Linked DNA regions of Rattus norvegicus: regions 2 and 3 are each linked to region 1. The links are chromatin contacts, called in public Hi-C maps. All regions are on one chromosome and are shown on one strand. Each heading gives the region's core, a stretch centred on a gene start, on an enhancer-like site or on the middle of the called end of the contact. The rest is flanking DNA. Distances are from core to core; before and after follow the strand shown. Region 1 holds the start of Rgs2 (regulator of G-protein signaling 2). Region 2 holds the start of Cdc73 (cell division cycle 73). Region 3 holds the start of Uchl5 (ubiquitin C-terminal hydrolase L5).

Region 1 (3,523 bases), core at 356-2,855:
TGAAAAATATATTCCTGGTTTGTATTATTGGAAAAAATCAAATATGCCCACACATTACACATATTTTTAAACAGCAACACTGTTTCCATTTTGCATGCTTAATAAATATGTATTAAATCGTCAGACATTGAAACAAATGTAGGAACAGTGCAGTTCTGTTGGGCTTATTAAAAATCCCATCTTAGCCATTCATAAGCGTGCTTTCAAGTATTTGTTACTAAAATCAAAATGATATTCCTTCTATAATAAAGGCTGTAGCAATTTTCTTCATTAGCGACTGCAGACTTTAGTTTCTGACTCAAACCTGGAGCTCAACCATGCACAGCTTGTAACAATGTGTTGCTTGGATCCCAGTTTGAGGGTCTTCATTTTCCTTTTAGTGGGTCTAGTATGAAACAGAATAACTGGAGCCTAAGCTGTACCTTTTTGTTAGTCTATCTGTTGAGACTTTATGGGAAAACCACTTAGGTATTGCACCGCATCATTCTGGTAACATAGGAAGCTGAATCAGTTTGTAGTTGAAGTCACGTATTGGTTCTTACAAATCAGGGCATATTAAACCCTGCAGGAGCAAAGACCTGATTCTGAGGATATCGCAAATGAAGCTTGTCCAAACAGATTACACCTACGGGCTCTCACATCTAGCTCTAGCCCCCAACCTTAATTTAAGCAATTGAACATCTGGTAAATCCTAAGCCTGTTCAACTGAGAATGACTCATGAGGAAATCCTGATTCCTTACACCCTGAAACTACAAATGATCCGGGTGCAGCCGAACTGGGAATCTTGGGTTTCCCTTTGTATTTCTCACTTATCACTCAGATCTATGCTATGCCCGGAGGGAGATGCCCATCAGGGAGATGCCCATCGGGTCTCCTGGGGAACGACCTTGCAACGTCACAGCCTGCTGCAACCATGCATTTAAAGATCAAGACTGCAGAACCATTTAAAACACCAGGTTTTAAGAAACACTTTCTCCTGCTTCCTCCCTGAGCAGCCTGTATTCCCTTAAGGAAATCCAAGGTGCCTCAGAGAGCTACAGAGTCACAGCACCTAGTTCAGTAGCCTGTGTTTCAGGGTTCTCTTGTTGTTGATTTCCTTCTCCAAAACAGGTGGAGTGGCCGAGTGCAGTCAGCAGGACTCTCCCCATCCCGGCTTCAGTTTATAGGTGTCCGGATGAACAAAAGACAAGTTGCAAAGGTGGGGGGCACACACCACAAACCACACGCGCGCGCGCGCGCACACACACACACTACGGTCTTCACTCAAGAAAAAGCCACAAATTCAGGACCCTTCACGGCTGTGGCCGCCTGAGCTGCCTAACAGCGATCGCTCTCTGTCCCCGCCCGCCACCTCCCACCCTGTGTGCGCACGAGGATGCGGCGCCTACGTCAACAGCGCCCTCACTTCCAGACCCTTCGGCGGCTGCCGTGACTGCCGCAGGCCCGCGTGACCCCGCCCTCGTGCCGTCTGCAGTGGGCCAATCCGCGCCCTCTAGAGGTGTGGCCGACGCCTCCAAGTCCCGCCCCTGCGCCGCCGCCCGCCTTAAAAGCTCGCGCCGCGCTCCGGGCGGCAAACAGCTGCGGTGGCCGCGGGTGTCTGAGAATGCAAAGTGCCATGTTCCTGGCTGTCCAGCACGACTGCGTACCCATGGACAAGAGCGCAGGCAACGGCCCCAAGGTCGAGGAGAAGCGGGAGAAAATGAAGCGGACACTGTGAGTATGCCCTCTCTTCCTAAGAGTTCCTACCCTGCCTGGCTTTGCTGCTAGGGACCGACCTTCTCTCGATCTCGGCTAGGAATACTCTAGACTGCGCCTCTGCAAAGAAAGTGTGGGAGAGTTGGGGGCTTGTGGGGGAGAGAAAAAGTTAGCTTGCTAGATCTGGTGGTATGTGCTTTTTCTATGTGAGCTCAGAGAGTTTAAGAACTGTAGGAAATGGTCGAAGAAGGTGGCGGTAGATGGGCTGAGAAGGCGCTGGTTGGCTTTTTTTTTTTTTTTTTTTTTTTTTGTTCTGCATTTAATGTAGCATCAGACTCCTGCAGCGGAATGAAGTCCACCGGCGCCTAGTCGTTGCATTGTTAGTTCTGAGCTGCTTGCATAGCTGCTGGGTGGGGATGTTTGAATTGATTCTCAATGTATGCGATCCGTTTTTAAATCATAAAGTAGGTCTCACCCAGTCACGACTATGGAATGAGTAATTCGCTCTGCAGTATCTGCTGCAGAGAAGCACTGTGGGCGGCCTGAGAAGGGAGCTAGGGAATCCAACACACACACACACACACACACACACCTATGCATTGTCTCTGGCATAGTCCAGACCCTCCAACACACACACACACACACACACACACACACACACACACACACACACACACCCCTATGCATTGTCTCTGGCATAGTCCAGACCCTCCTGCCTCCGGTGCAGAAAGGGAAAAAACAGCAGCTGTTCTCAATCACAAAATGTCAGCAAGTTGTAGTCAACCACACAGAAAAACCTCTATCTGTTTATTAGGTCAGAAATAGCTGGTGAAAATGTAAACTGCCTTAGGTCTTACCTAGTTCTATCCTGCTTGTGAAGCTCATTATAGTCAGACTAATGGAGAAAAGCCAGGAGGTGCTGGGTTTAAATGCTAAGGGAATGAGACTCATTGTCTGCTTTGTCTGTAGCTACTGCAACTGATGATAATTTTACCATTCAAGAATTGCTACTTGAAGTATATTTTCTTTCTTTCTTTTTTCTTCCAGCTTAAAAGATTGGAAGACCCGTTTGAGCTATTTCTTGCAAAACTCCTCTACTCCTGGGAAGCCCAAAACTGGCAAGAAAAGCAAACAGCAAACTTTTATCAAGTGAGTTTCAAATCCTGTAGTTACAGAGATGAGTATCTGGTCAAACCAGTGGACAGGAAAGGGGAGCTGTCATGTGTGGTGAAGCTCATGTGTGGAACTTCTCTTGCAGGCCTTCTCCTGAGGAAGCGCTGCTCTGGGCAGAAGCATTTGATGAACTGCTGGCCAGCAAATGTAAGTTAACCTCTTGAATGTGATCTCTTGCCGGTATCTCAAAAGCCTAGAAATGTTCCCTTCGCACCACAAAATGAGCAGTTTGCAAGAAATGCATTAGACATTACCACCACCGACAGTACAAAGCCTGTTTCTCTTTCCCTTATATCACTAAGTTTAATCATAGGGAAGCAAGAGGTATTCAACTCAGGTGGGGAAGAAAAATTAGCCTAAAAATTAAGATGCCAGTTACTCATAGCTGATTGAGTCAGCTTTTCCATTACATAGAATATTTTCAAAAGCCCTAGTTCCTAGTGGACTTAGAGTCGTCCTGTAAATACTGGTCTTGGCATTGACAGGGAAGTTAAGTATACTTTTTGTTGCAGACTACAAACTTAAGCGTTTTGCTTACTGGCATCTTAGTGCTTAAAGAGCTAGACTTCCAGAATGACAGGCTTGAATGAAGTCTAGGAAACTGATCATTTTGTACTAGGAGAGCTGTGTGTAATTCGGCCATTCCATTCATAT
Region 2 (3,523 bases), core at 519-3,018, 350 kb after region 1:
GTATGTGTCACTATGAAGTGTTAAGCTTATACCCAGGATAAAACTATTTTGAATATAATTTTTTTAGTTGCTTTCCCAAGTTTTCAGTTCCACGGCTACTATCTTTTATTAGACTTTGTCCTTCTTGACTTAACTAATATTAGAGGTCAATTTAAGGGAATTTATATAACAAAAATGATGTAAAAATTTCAGTGCTTTAACTTATAAACAATAACATTTGTCTTACAACATTGAGTCTAGGGGTCATTAACCTTAAAGACATAAATTAATCAAAAAGAGAAATTGGTTGGAAATGATTTGTATATAAAATAAAATTCATAAAAACTATTGTTGACTTTCTTAACTCGTCTTGAAACCTATAATGCACTTATTACCTCAAACTTTACTAGGAGACTTTATCTTTTCACTTACTAACTCAATATTTTCTAGGTGTTGTTACTGTATCAAGTACAGTGCAGACGACCAAGATGTACTACATGTCATACAGTCGTTTCATTTCCTAGGAGGTAGGCAAGCAAATAAAGGGGACAAGGAAATACTGGGTACTGTGATATATAGGTATAAGTCCAGATGTGAAAGGGACAGTCGAGCAAAGTCAGTTCTTTATAAGCCGCATTTGCCGTGAGGTTCAGAGACACATTGAAGGGAGAAAACCGTTTGTGAGGCAGACATTCTTTTAACCTCATACATCCATACCCGGAGAACTCTTTGCCACACATAACAAAAGTTCATGCCCCCCCCCCCAAAACCCAATAGATCAAAGTATTTGGTTTTATAAGTAACAAAGTGTGCCTCCTTCTCACCAAGAGTGAAAAAGAAATATTAGGCTTGAAGTGTATGTTTAAGTTACACAGGCCATGTAAAGTATCAGAATTCTAGGTTCCCCTAACATAAAGTCACCGGTAAACCTTTTGAGGTTTGATGTTTAGTATTTCTTCCACTCACAACCTGGAATCATTTGAGGCTTTTTTTGGGGCGGGGGGCGGTTACCCGGGAGAAGCTGCCGTTGCCGGGATGGAAAAAAGTTGTTTCCAAGGAAAGAGGCGGCGTGGGGGAGGGGGTGGTCAACAATGAATTGTATTTCGTCGACGCGTTAGGATGCTTTCAACTTATTCTCATATTAATTTTACTCCGTTCACCAATCAATCGATGTTAGGAGACCAGCGACTAACAAACGGTTCCAGAATTGTTCTTCACCTAACTCTTCTTTTCCTCTTTGCAAATCTACTCCTAATGAAAACCTAGCCTTAACTTGAAAACGTCCACATTCCAAAGTTCAAGCTTTCCCTAGTAGCTTATCCTGCCCACGGGGACCTATTTCGCTGAGTGCGGCTCAGATGAAGGCAGAAAGAGGGGGAAGCCTTCAACACAGGGAAGCGAAGCCTGGCGCAGGGAAAGTAAATCACCCAGTGCGCGCTCTGGGATCGAAAGTGCGGAAGCGCCCAGCAGGTGCGCGCGCACCTGTCGCTCGCCTCGGAACCCGCGCCGGGCGCGATTCCGCTAAGGCTCAGCACCCCGGGAGCGCCCAGGCTGGCTCCCGGTTTCCCAGAGTCGGCGGCGTGCCCCGCGGGCGTCTGGGAGGCGCGTCTGCTCGGGCGGCCGCGGCGCCCCCTGGCGGCGGCCCGCGGCCCTGGCGGAGCGTGGGTCAGTCAGGCGTTCTCCGCGGGCAGCCCGCGGCGGGGCCTTGCCTTATATAGCGCGGGGTCCTTGGCGGCCTGGGTGGCTTCTGCCCGTGCTGCTGTCGTAGACGCGGACGGCTGTTAGTGTGGTGGCTGTTGGTTCGCGGCGGCGGCGGCGGGGGAAGAGGGCGAGGCGACGGGGAAAGGAGGCGGCGGGCGCGGCGGCGACGGCGGTGCCCGGGGCCCGCGGCGGCGGCGGCTGTAGCAGCGAGGGGGGCGAAGATGGCGGACGTGCTCAGCGTCCTGCGACAGTACAACATCCAGAAGAAGGAGATTGTGGTCAAGGGGGATGAAGTGATCTTCGGGGAGTTCTCCTGGCCCAAGAATGTGAAGACCAACTATGTAGTTTGGGGGTAAGTGCGGCATGGCTTTGGCCTAGTGGTGGCCGGGCAGCGTCGGGCGCCCCCGGGCGACCTCTTCCCTTAAGCCCTCCTCCTCCGGAGTCCCTCGGGGATGAGAGGAAAATATGGGTGCTCTGGGAAAAAGTTATTCTCTGGAGCAGAAGTTGTACTTTTAGGGTGAGGAGGGAAGAAGTGGAGCGGATTCTAGAGCGGTCAAGTCTTTTCTGTGTTGGAGAAGCCAAGGGGAAAGGTACCATGGGAGTTTCCGACTTGCCAGTCGGTGTTCAGTATGTACAGGTTGTCCGCGCTGTGTAGGGCTGCTGCACGTCTACCTGAACGGAGGTATAGAAGCAGACATCGATCCCAGCATCTGGCGTCCACCGAGTCGCTTTTTGTTCTTAGTTGTTTTTTGTAATCTCCCAGAGGCTGCCATGTGTTGCAACTGTCTCCTCTGGCTCTTCGAGCGTCCCGGTAATTTTCTTTTCTTTTTTTCATAATAGGGGAGGCTGATATTAAAAAAGAGGGAATAGACAAGTACTCCTTACAGTTTAGGAAAGATGGGAGAGTTTGGAAGTCTGCAAACATCAGTATTGGAGAGGAAAGCAAGACTTTGTTGGGGAGAAAGTTATTGGTGAAATGCAGTGAGTTTTACATACGGGTCTGAGAAATTGATCCTATGTGCTTTTCAAAAAGCGCTTTCAAAGAAAAACGAAGCGTTTGGGAAGGTTGATTCGTGGATGCCATGAACTTAAGTCGTTGAGGAAATCACAGAGTATCAAGTTAATAATCAAAGATAATCCTTTGGGTCCCCTTTAATCATGATACTGCCATTGATGCTTCTCTTTGATAATTAGAATCATGAGTCAGACTTTTGGTACTCATGACTTTATGAATGATCAATTAAAAACGAGAAAATGTTAAGATTTCTTTGGACTTACTGAGTTCCTTTTTGAAATGTTGATTAAGTGACATTTTGAGTTTCCCATGTTTTACTGTTTCAGATACGTTACACAGAATTATTTTATTGGGTTTTAATGAATATTTTTTCTTTAAAAACCCGTGGGATAAAAGAAGTTTAACTTGGAAAAAAAAAAGTTCCTTCCTTAAGCTATTTTGACTAGAAAAAGTGGAACAGATTAAGTTGATCTGAAATGTTTCCTAGCTGATAGGAAGAGAACAGTTGTTTACTTGTGGGTGGGGCGGTATTTAGAAAAGTGTGTTTTGTCCATTCTACAAAGCCTGGAATAAATGAATGAACAGATGAGTAAACTTTAAAGAACAGCTAAGAATTTGAGTGAGATAGTGGGATAGCCTTCCAGTGCTGGGGACTATAGACTTGAGACTTAAGACATGAGACTTGGGAAGGACATGCTTTGACAAGAGTGTACAGAGGAGTGAAAAGTAAAACTTAGAAGGAATTTAAAACTTTCAACATCAAATCTTCAACAGAAGTTATATCTCTACATGAATTCACATCTCACTGTGTGTATCTCTAAAAGACTA
Region 3 (3,523 bases), core at 422-2,921, 280 kb after region 1:
TGTAGCATGTTCTGGATACATTCCTACTCCAAAGAGAATGGGGAGAAGGTATTTCCACATGCAATATGAGATTGAAATACTACATAAATGCTGACTCTACTTTCTCTGTACCCCAGGACTTAATGTCAAGCCAATCACCCACAAACTTACCATTTTCAAAGATTGTTTTATCTTGTTTTATCTTAACTCTAGACACCTTACGCCAATGTTAATCACAAACTAATTTTAATTATGTTTGAACTTCACATCTTTTTCAGAGTAAGTTCCCAGTGACGACGGGCAATCCCATCTATACAATATGGTATATAATTTGGCATGACTTTACCTTTTTACCTAAGATCTATACACTGCCTGCCTGTTCATTACACCGTATTTTAGTTACTTTGCTAGCTGCTCCATAAGCAACCTTCAGGTAACCACACTTCCTTTTGCCCAGCTCCTCTGTGATCTATATGATTAAAACACTTTATGTATACTCTTAAACTAAGAACATATTATTATAGTTTGACTCTCAGTTCTTCAGACCAACAGTCTGATTATTCACATTAAAATTTCCAATTCCGTAACTTTATGCCCTAAGTACACTTGAACATATGCTACGTAATACTCGAAATAGTCAGCTATGTACAATACACAAAATCTACATTAACGTTTGCTATATTTTGGGTACAAGCTTTAACAAAACGGTTACGAAAACAATTATCTGAGGAAAAATTAAAATGGAAATGAAGAAAAAAAAAAAACTCCCACAAAAAGTTGGGAACACAAGGAAGGATAAACTGTCCTATTGGTTGTTCTAGTACGGAAGGAAATAAAAGTCAGAGAGAAATCCTGAGGTAAGCATGTGGCCTCTGAGCAGGAGCACTACCTCAAGAAAACTCAACTTCTCAGGAAGTCAAAAAGGAGGGAGCAAAAGAACTGCGGTAAGTAGCGCGCAGGCCCGCGTAGACGGTTATCTGTGGAGGTCCGGAAGAGGTGCCCACAAACGAAAGGTGTAAGTTGTGCCTTGGGAAACTAGGATCTCGAGTTTCGGGGCGGCTGGAGCCTCAGACACCACCCTGGGAAACACACTAGACCGGCTGCTCCGCAGGACCGACGGCCTGAGCGATGCACCTGACCACACTGGAGACAGGGAGGCTCCGCAGGGAAGGGGCAGTGGAAAGGACAAGATAAGCGCGTAGGAGATGATGAGGGAGGGAGACAGGGAAGGAAGACGCTCGAGTCAATTCAAGTATCCGAGTCCCAAGTCCGGAGAATACAGCAGTGCACAGGGCAGAGGGGCTCCTTGCCCTCGTGGTGTGGCTCCCAAGATCACTGCGGAGACGCGGCTGCCCCGGGCCGAGGACGCGGCCGAAGCCCTACTTTCCACACACGCCGACTCCAGTCCCTGAAGTCACTTCTCCGACGCCGGACGTCGGTGGCGGCAGGTGACCACCTGTCCCAACGTGGGCCTCCTCCCGGAACCCCCGGCCCAGGACGGTCCCCCTGGTGCTCACCGAATCCTTTAATGAGCTCGGTGAAGACCCCGGGGTCGCTTTCCATGAGACACCACTCCCCGGCATTGCTCGACATGGCCCCGACCACACACCGCCCCGCTCCACCTCGCGCTCTCCGAAGCCCGCAGCTCAAGCTGCCACCGGCCGCAGACCTCAGCAAAACCCGCCGCGGAGCGTCAACCCCACGTCACCCCGCCTACTTCCCGACAGCCTCCGGGCGCCGTCACCTGCCGCGCGACGGAGCACTGAAGGACGCTCTAGCCACCCAGGAGACGTCGAAACTCCTCTTCAGCCTGTCAGGATCCGCAGCGCCCTCCGCCGGGCCGGAGAAGGGGCGGGGCCTCGGAGTGCCGGAGGGAGGCACATCCGGGACCCTTGGCACCCGGGAGCTGGGGCGGAGCGCTGGAAGGGGCGGGGCTCGGGGCGGGGCGGGGCTCGCTCCGACCCGAACCTGGAGCTGTCCTCTCCGTTTCGGGCCGCCGCCTATTCCCGGTGCTACGCAGGGTTTCTAGGCGCCGCGGGTCCTGAGCATCGCCTACCAGGCACAGGTGGGTCACTGCAGGCCTGCTGCGGGGCGGGGAACCGGCTTTTGTGCAGTCCCAGCGATTCTGGGCATTCGAGGTCTGGCGGGTGCGCACTCTCCCACCGGCATCCCAGCGTCAGAGGCCGGGCAAAGCCTTCGCCGCCTCTTTGCTCCCGCGCCCGCCGAGGAGCAGGACCGATTTCGCATCCAAACATTTCGAACCTGGCCTAGTTGCTCGGGAGGGTGGAGTCTTGGGGAACTCAGGTCAACTCTGTCGCTTGCTGAGCTCGGGCGTGCCAAGGCCCCTTTTCACTCTTTCTCTCCCTCCTCCGGCGGCTTTGGCATAGAGGCGTTGTCTCGGAGACGGGTTTGGGAAGAAGCTTTGTGGGATGGCCGAAAGCGAAATTATCTTAAAGAAATAATAAACAAGAAGGGGAGAAAGATTTCTCGTAAAAGCCCAAGGGATGAGAGACTCATGTTTCGGGATGCAGTGCCTTCCAGAGAAATGCGCACCATCCCCCGCCACCCCACCCCACCCCCGCCCTCTTGATAGTGCATTACTTTAAAAACAAGTGAAATGGTTCTGATGAATTAAAACAAAAAAATTAGCTATTTGCAATTGATACTTATCATTCTTTGGAGGTGGTTTTATTCATCATTTCTTAAAAGTATGTTCCAAGGAAGTCGTTTGGCTTCCACAGAGAAAATTACTGCTCAGGGCATCGTACCATGGTGACATCTTGCTACAGTAATTTTCATTGCAGTTCCTCAATACTTTTCATTACATCGCACTACTGCAGTTATTTTCATTAGCTTTGTGTATGGTATATCCATTTGAACCTGTGGTTCTGGTTTTTGTAAAGTAGTAGAACTTTTTAACTGTAAATAAGCCTTGGCTTCCGTTTATAAAGATTTGCTTGACTTCTCAGAGTAAAAAAAGTTAGCCTTTCCAAATGACATGGTTCAGAAATATTGGCTTAATATTTGTGTAAAATGAAGGCAAATACAGGAATCTTTCTATTAGTAGTGTAAATTGTAGTCTGGTAGAATTTGAAGCAGAAGTGTTATTACACCAGTGTTTTACTACCTTTTTTACATTCTACATTAAGAGAGTGGACAGCATATACAACAACACATCACTGGCTGACCTTACACCTAAGAACAAGTAGAAAATGCTCAAAATATTGTCATGGTTTTAACAGTTAAGGTCTCCCAAAGTTTTAACTTATGGAGATTGTAGGAAAACTTCAAATGGTATAAATTCATGAAACCGTTATGTTTAAAGAGGTCAGGATAGTTCAAAGAAGAGCTACTTTATTGTTTTTGACTTAGATTTACAGCACTTGATTACATAGGACTAGATTACCAGAAAACCAGGCTTTGATTTGCCTCACTGCCCAGCCTTCTAAACCACAGGACTGGAGTAAGGCTTTTGAGAAAGGGGACACTGGCAGTTGAAGAAAGAAGAAATGGAGCTACTGTTAGTTAATGGGCATCTTGTCTC

What was found. Hi-C and Micro-C count contacts between places; a contact is called where the count stands out from the background.
Region 2: a contact with region 1 is called in a Hi-C map of liver, with 4 times the contacts expected there. The contact joins the promoter of Cdc73 here to the promoter of Rgs2 in region 1. A contact is called at or near these places in 2 of 12 Hi-C or Micro-C datasets (liver and psoas muscle).
Region 3: a contact with region 1 is called in a Hi-C map of liver, with 4 times the contacts expected there. The contact joins the promoter of Uchl5 here to the promoter of Rgs2 in region 1. A contact is called at or near these places in 3 of 12 Hi-C or Micro-C datasets (frontal cortex, liver and mammary epithelial cells).

The regions. Positions count from the first base shown.
Region 1 is chr13:58,350,748-58,354,270 of GRCr8, reverse strand. It overlaps Rgs2 (regulator of G-protein signaling 2), which reads left to right and starts at 1,605. Exons shown (of 5, transcript NM_053453.2): 1 at 1,605-1,714; 2 at 2,744-2,845; 3 at 2,955-3,016. The coding sequence starts at 1,605.
Region 2 is chr13:57,998,223-58,001,745 of GRCr8, reverse strand. It overlaps Cdc73 (cell division cycle 73), which reads left to right and starts at 1,768. Exons shown (of 17, transcript NM_001024769.1): 1 at 1,768-2,032. The coding sequence starts at 1,902. The region is part of intron 1 of LOC108352545 (a long non-coding RNA gene); the gene reads right to left.
Region 3 is chr13:58,069,224-58,072,746 of GRCr8, reverse strand. Uchl5 (ubiquitin C-terminal hydrolase L5) reads right to left here and starts at 1,671. Exons shown (of 11, transcript NM_001393849.1): 1 at 1,497-1,671. The coding sequence starts at 1,572. Ro60 (Ro60, Y RNA binding protein) reads left to right here and starts at 1,919. Exons shown (of 9, transcript NM_001107183.1): 1 at 1,919-2,044. It overlaps Scarna18b (small Cajal body-specific RNA 18B), which reads right to left and starts at 64; the gene lies at 1-64.